Regions from separate parts of the Rattus norvegicus genome. Here region 1 is linked to region 2. Evidence: chromatin contacts called from public Hi-C data. All regions are on one chromosome and are shown on one strand. The core of a region is the stretch at or near the end of the contact, and the rest is flanking DNA. Distances in the headings are between cores, read along the strand shown. Region 1 holds the start of Cd47 (Cd47 molecule). Region 2 overlaps Cd47 (Cd47 molecule).

The links. Hi-C and Micro-C count contacts between places; a contact is called where the count stands out from the background.
Region 1: a Hi-C map of liver shows a contact between it and region 2, with 2.4 times the contacts expected there. The contact joins the promoter of Cd47 here to the enhancer-like site in region 2. A contact is called at or near these places in 2 of 12 Hi-C or Micro-C datasets (liver and psoas muscle).

The regions. Positions count from the first base shown.
Region 1 is chr11:64,436,626-64,440,099 of GRCr8, reverse strand. Cd47 (Cd47 molecule) reads left to right here and starts at 1,912. Exons shown (of 9, transcript NM_019195.2): 1 at 1,912-2,072. The coding sequence starts at 2,027.
Region 2 is chr11:64,391,552-64,394,921 of GRCr8, reverse strand. Cd47 (Cd47 molecule) reads left to right here. Exons shown (of 9, transcript NM_019195.2): 5 at 576-668; 6 at 1,588-1,680; 7 at 3,297-3,370. Among named protein-coding and RNA genes, the nearest start is that of Cd47, 45 kb to the left of the region's middle. Within about 2 kb of position 2,036, at least 17 of the 93 cell types and tissues checked have an H3K27ac peak or open chromatin away from gene starts, as enhancers often do. A contact at or near this core is called in liver, where this site is marked.

The DNA of each region.
Region 1 (3,474 bases), core at 663-3,162, 45 kb before region 2:
ATATAACAGGGCATGGAGCATCACTGGGTCTCCCCCTCTGCAGGTTGGGCGGTCTTACGCAGTCACTAGTCAGCTTTGCAGGGTTAGTACAGGGTTAGTTGTCTCCAGGGACAGCTGACAGCCGTTTTTAGCCAAGCAGCTGCTCTCTGATACACAGTGTCCCTAATGCTCAAGGTCTGGTGATCGATGATTGTTTTGTATCCATATCAGCAGTGGGTAGACTAGAATTAACCAGTTCCTTTGATAGCCTCAGGGTATCTAGGCTGCCACTGAAAACTTTTACCATCACAACTCTAACCCTTAAGTCACACCAGCACATTTATGGTTTTAAGGAATTGATAATGTTGTGGAGAAAAGTCTCTCTCTCTCTCTTACACACACATACACACACAGACACAGACACAGACACACAGACACACACACACACACACACACACACACACACAGAGAGAGAGAGAGAGAGAGAGAGAGAGAGAGAGAGAGAGAGAGTTATATACTAAGGAATGTTTGTTGAGTGCTATTCTCTGAGCATAACAGCAATCATGTTCCTCAGAAAAGTGACTACTTGTGACTCTCAAGATAGGGTCTGCTGACTGTGGATGTTCCCTCAGGGAAGTAGAGTGTCAGGAGGAGGGTCATTGACCTCTTACTTGAGATTCCAGCTGCTTCCTCCTGCACCTCTCACAGCCCTAAGTGGTACTAAGACTGACTTTGGGGGAACTCAAATTTAGTTTGTTGTTGGTACCCTGTCTGGGAGGAAGTGGTTGTCTCCTTAGAAAAATAATCATGAAATAAGGACACTCTGTCACAGCACCATAGACAGTGGCAATTTTTATCCTGAATTGTGTTACTGTTACACTGGATATTTAGAAGGAGATGGCTGGGGGTAGAAGATTTTAAGAAGTGCAGTAGTGTGACAGCTATTTTAACTGCCTTTCAGTTCAGGTCAGAGAATGCGACCCAAGGGATGGACAGAGGTGTGCATCCCTTACCACTGAGATCAAGTCCTTTTACTCAAAGAACTTTTGCCTCGGGATGAAGGGTGTGGCTTAGAGCTACATTTTTAAACCCACTATTCAAGAACTGACCCCCAAAACATGGCAGAGGTCTACACAAGGATGCAGACATAAGCCAGTTTCCCAACATTGCTGGTAGTGTCATGGATCTGTCTACTCACAATGGGTCTGCCACAGTCCTTGTCTGTCTCCCTTTCCCCATCGTGGTTTTCCTCTTCTCGTTTTAAACTGCTTATTATGCACGGAACTTGATTACCCAGCCCTGCTTGGGGGATGAAAATATCAGCCAACAAAGTAAGAAGAACAGATGAGGAGGTCCACTTCTGGAACAAGTCAGACCAGGGAGATCTCAGGGCCAGGGGGAGCCAGAGGGAAGGAGCTCCTTGGGGGCCAGCACCTGGTCACAGCGCCCTCTCTCCGCCCTGCCCCGAGGCTCCAGGGCCGCAAGCCTTGGGAGGGAAGGTCGTGAAAACCAGCAGAGCCCACACCGGGAGAGGAGGGAGGGGGACTTGGGCTGGGGTTGGGCGGCTCCGAGGTCAGGGCGAGCTTGGCCAGGGAGAGTGGAGAGCCGCCTGGCTGCGCATGGGGCGCGTGCTGTGAGTTCCAGTGAGCGTGTGTGCTCCACGCTCCGTCTTTCAGGCCGGCCCAGGACACGAAGCCGGAAGAGAGCTGGAGAGACCGGCCGTGAGCAGAGAGTGCAGCTCGCACAGCCCGGGAACAGGCTAGTGCTTGGCGCTCCCCGCCAGAGCCTGCCCAGAGCTGGGTGTGAGGCTGGCTTCACGTCAACGAGCAGAGGCGGCCAGGCGGGGCGGAGTGCGCGTGCGCGGCTAGCGGGGCGTGGGAGCGGGCGCGGGCGCGGGGCGGCGAGCACGCGCACGCGCGTACCCCGGGCAGCCTGGGCGGCCGTTCCTGCCTATCACGGCTGCGGCGCTGCTGGTCGTTCTCTTGAAGGCAGCGGAGGCGGCGGCTGCTCCAGACACCTGCGGCGGCGACCCCCCGGCGGCGCGGAGATGTGGCCCTTGGCGGCGGCGCTGTTGCTGGGCTCCTGCTGCTGCGGTGAGTGGCTTGGGGATCCCGGCTCTCAGGCTGGTGCGCAGCACCCAGGCGCCCCCGCAGGAGTGTGGGCTGCACCCCCGCCGGCCAGGCGGCGCCCGGAGGAGAGCAGAGAGAAGAGGAGAGGGTGGCGGGATGCGCGGGCCCTGTGCACTCGGAGCGCCACTGTGGGAGGGCCCGGCGGGGCATCTGTGCTCCTGCCTCCTCCCTCTGCTCTCCTTCCCTAGTCCCTTTCCCCCTCGGGGAGAGCGGACTGAAGCTCCTCACTCTTCAGTGCGCACACGTAAGGAAGACTGGGAACAACCGCAACTGTGCAAAACCGAACTGCAAAGAAAGCGAGGGGGCAGCTGCCGGGGACCCCACTCCCCTCTTCTCGCACCCCTCTCCTTTCTGGGGGCTTTCGCGCAGCATTTGGGGTTGAAGGACTAGAGTGGGAGGACCGGGCCTCTTGTGATGAAGTGCGCATTTTGGTGAAGTCGACCAGAAAGGCTTTTGCTCTACCGCGTAAGCACTGGAGCAGAGAGAACACGATGGACCCAAGTTTTATTTCCCACCCAGCTTTTATCAAAGCTTGTTTTTTTTTTCTTTTTTTTCCCTGGCCGCGTATTTTGGTGGTTGTTGTTTTGAATCCTAAAAACAAGCTTCCTGGAAACACTTTCTCGTGACACCCCCGCTACCCCCCCTCCGCTCGCCAGCACTTTAATATATTCCTTATTGTAGATTAAAGTTGTTTTTTTTTTTTCTCCTTTGGAGGAAACGTATTTTTGGATTTTGCCCAGCTATTACCAGTCGTCTAAAGACAGTAATTGCCACGGATGCACCCCCCTCTTTTGTAAAGTATTTTGCTGTTTATAAACGCGTGCCTCCTTTGTAAAAGCCGAGGAAAGAATAGGAATTTTTATGACCATATACTGCCCGTCAAGCTTCACATCCGCACATTCCTCTGCGAACTTTTGGTAAGAATCGGAACAGACTTGAAGCAGGATAACAGCAAAATGTTAAATTTGTCTTAGGATGCTGAATTAACTGAACGTTAAACTGATGGTTAACCTCAGTGTGCCACTTGTAAAGACCAGTGTTTGGGATGTGTTTCCAAGATGTCCTTAATCCTCTGCCCACCACTTCCCCCTCCCAAGCATCCTGGGTGCCGAAGCTGATAATAATAAAGACCTATGTTATCTAAATTGTTGGTATTAGATGTTTTCCGATGTCAGTCGCCTTTACTATGCTTGTTGCCATCGTCGGCATTATAACACCGTTTTCAAATACCTGTTGTATAATCAGAGAGCTTTCATATTGAGCCAGATACAAATCTGTAATAAAATGCCACTAATTCCGACCGTGGACAGTAAAGCTTGTTTGTCTGGAGAATAAAAAAGTATAAGCCATATATTAGGTTTTTTTT
Region 2 (3,370 bases), core at 787-3,286:
CAGGAGCTGTGCCTGTCTGAAGTAGTCATTGCAGCTGAGAGGGGGAAGTGTGAGTGGGAAATAGAAGCAGGGAGAAGTCGGGAGGGAAAGCCAAGCCTGGGGCTCTCCATGGCAGACCCTATCGCGCCACCACCAGCTCTTGGGGACACTGCGGCACAGGAGGAGGGGCTTTGGAACAGATTTGGCAGCATGTGTATGGTGAGGGCCCTGGGAAGTGAAGAAATTAGGAGACCATGTGAAAGAGCAGCTGGTTTGGCTTGTGGGGGGAGGGGGCAGGCTGAATACTGAGAATGAATGGATGGTGGAAGGTGAGGTCAAGTTTATCATCTGGAATTACGTAAGGCAGTTAAAGAGTGAAAAACAAAGACTCAGCATGTTAAGACACGAATCCTTTAGTTTGGCCTTAAATGACAGAATAAGAAGTAATTACTTTGTATGGACTCGAGGAGGACATTTTAAGCCGTGAACGGCTTAATAAGGTAGCACTGAGATTAAAACATTTACTAGAATAAGCATATAACTTCACGAAGAAGTATGTAAGATTAAACAGCTTAAATACATGTATTGACTAACAGGAGAGAAGCCCGTGAAGAACGCTTCTGGTCTTGGCCTCATTGTAATCTCCACAGGAATATTAATACTGCTTCAGTACAATGTGTTTATGACAGGTGAGTCTTTGCTCTTACCATCTGATTTTTGCCTTTTTCCTTAAAAAAAAAATACTTGGTAAAAACATTCTCTCATGGTTTAACAGTTCGGTAAAGGCTGTGTTATTCCATTGTCCCTTGTACTCTTAGTGACATTTCCCATGAATTAAGGTTGCTAGGTCTTCTCAAAAATCATTTTGTAGAAAGCAGTTTTCTTACATATTTGATGACCTCAGTATAATTTTGAAGTATGGTGTATAATTTTTAACAGCTATTGCAGGTTCTAATTTTGGGGGATTTTTGTAGCTGGAAGTCACTATTAGAAGCACTCTTTTTTTTTCCCCCTCTTTTAGCAAACCTTTGCAGTAGAAAGACTGGTTCTGTGAGGTGGGATTATAAGTCACAGATTTCAGAAACATTGGTAACACTGAATTGTGTAGCTGTTCTAACTGTAGTCGATATTATTTTTGTGCATTTAAAAATAAGTCAAGGTCATATTTTTGTTACTGTTAAAGAGTCTCATTGAGCACCGAATCCCTAGGCTGCATTTAAAGGTTCATTAGAAAGGCACAGATCTTGTCCCCCCATAGAGTATAGAGGTTATGTCTGCGTGCTAGGTTTTGTACTCTCCCCCAGGAACAGTTGTGTGCATGTGTAGAAGCCACGCATAACAAGCCATTCATACCGCGCAACTTATAAATGTAACAACATTGCTTCAGGATTTTAGTAAAAACCGCCAGTTCCTCCCAGATAGATGCCAGACAGTAAAAGCTTGCAGATTGTGTGAGTCTGGGGCTGACATCCCCATGCGAAGGTTAGCTGGGAAACACGTCATCTGGCGAGGGACTGCAGCCCAGCTCTGAGTGAGTCGAACGGCCACAGGACTGATTGCAACATCAGAATCTCAACACATTTCTGCTGTGCCCTTTTCCTCCCCCAGCTTTTGGAATGACCTCTTTCACCATTGCCATATTGATCACTCAAGTGCTGGGCTATGTCCTTGCTGTGGTCGGGATGTGTCTCTGCATCATGGGTGAGTCACACTCTTCTGTGTTTCTGAACTGAAGCTGAGTTTCAGTTAAGTTAGAGCTCTTACTTTCTCTCCTCCTCCTCCTCCTCCTCCTCCTCCTCTTCCTCCTCCTCCTCTCCTCCACCTCTTCCTCTTCTTCCTCCTCCTCCTCTTCCTTTCTTCTTCTTCTTTTAACTCAGTGGAATTTTCTGTTAGAATACTTGTGGGTTCATAGAAAAACCCAGTGGAAAGTACAGAGTTACCATGTACACCCCCCTTTTTCTATTCCCCATAGACACACAGCTTCCCTAAGCATTTCCCACTGGTGCAGTGGCTGAACCAACATAGAGACAATCATTCCCACCTCACATTAGTAGCTTATGCGGTGCTTGGTAACTAGTGTTGTACAGTACAGTCTGTGGCTGTGACAGATGTGCAGGGACATGTATGCTGCCCGTTGTGATCTCACCTGGAATAACCTGCCCCCCATGTTATTCTTGTCCACGTGTCCCTCCCCCTGACCTCTGATTCCCGACACCACTGATCTTTTTAACTTTCCACGTAGTTTTGTGTTTTTCAAAACGCCTTAGAGCCAGATTTTTACTTGTAAGGAAGGTACAGATCTTGTCTACACACAATACGGAGGTTATGTGTGTGCCTTTCCATGCCTTCATTTTCAAATATAAATCTCAAGTTTCCTCCATGTCTTTTTATAGCTTAATAGCTCATTAGTGCTGGAAAATATTGTTGCCATAATGTGTTTAGTATTTTGCATTCACCTACTGAGGGGCCATCCTGGTCGCTTTCCTCTTTTTATGACAGATGAATAAAGCTACTGTAAACATCAATGAGCATGTGTTTTTGTGGACATAAATTTTCAGCTCTAGTTGGCGAAGTACCAAGGGCTGTAATTTTTGCATTGTATGGTAAGGTACAGTTAATTTTTGTAGTAAACTGGCAAACTCAGTTTGGTGACACCATCAGGGAGGGATATTTTGCTTCTCCACATGTTTTTCAGCATTTGGAATTTTCAGTGTTTCTTTTTCAACACCTCCCACCCCATACACACAGGGACACACACACACACACACACACACACACACACACACACACACCAGTACAAATAGTATTTTTCCCAACTCTACAAGAATCCTGCCTATATATAGCTTATGAGATGACTGCTCTCAGCCAGCTATGCGCCTGTATCTGTGGGAAAACTTGTCAAATAACCAGGCTCTTACTTGAATGGCGCCTTTGACTTTTCCTTCTCTTTACCTTGACTTGATTTTTCACTAATCTTGGTACAGTAAGAATACATTATGTTAAAAATGCCTTTTCCCTATTAATAATTAATCTACTTTGGTGAGCTAGTAATAAAGGCATTTGTATACCGTTGTGCATGTAGATAAAGGTTTTACTGGCCACGAGACTAAAACACAGTGTCCTTGCTGCTGGCGTTGCTGGGGTGTAGCTCAGTGGCAGTACTGTTGGCCAAGTATGTAAGTCTGGAGTCGGGAATCTACCACACCTAAAGAAAAAAAAATACTTGATCTTATTAGTTATTGTTGATTGCTCTGAATCGAGATTTCTTTACATGCATTTTATATGCATTTCTAACAATATTTCATTTGTTTCTGCAGCTTGTGAACCAGTGCACGGCCCCCTTTTGATTTCAGGTTTGGGAATCATAGCTCTAGCAGAATTACTTGGACTA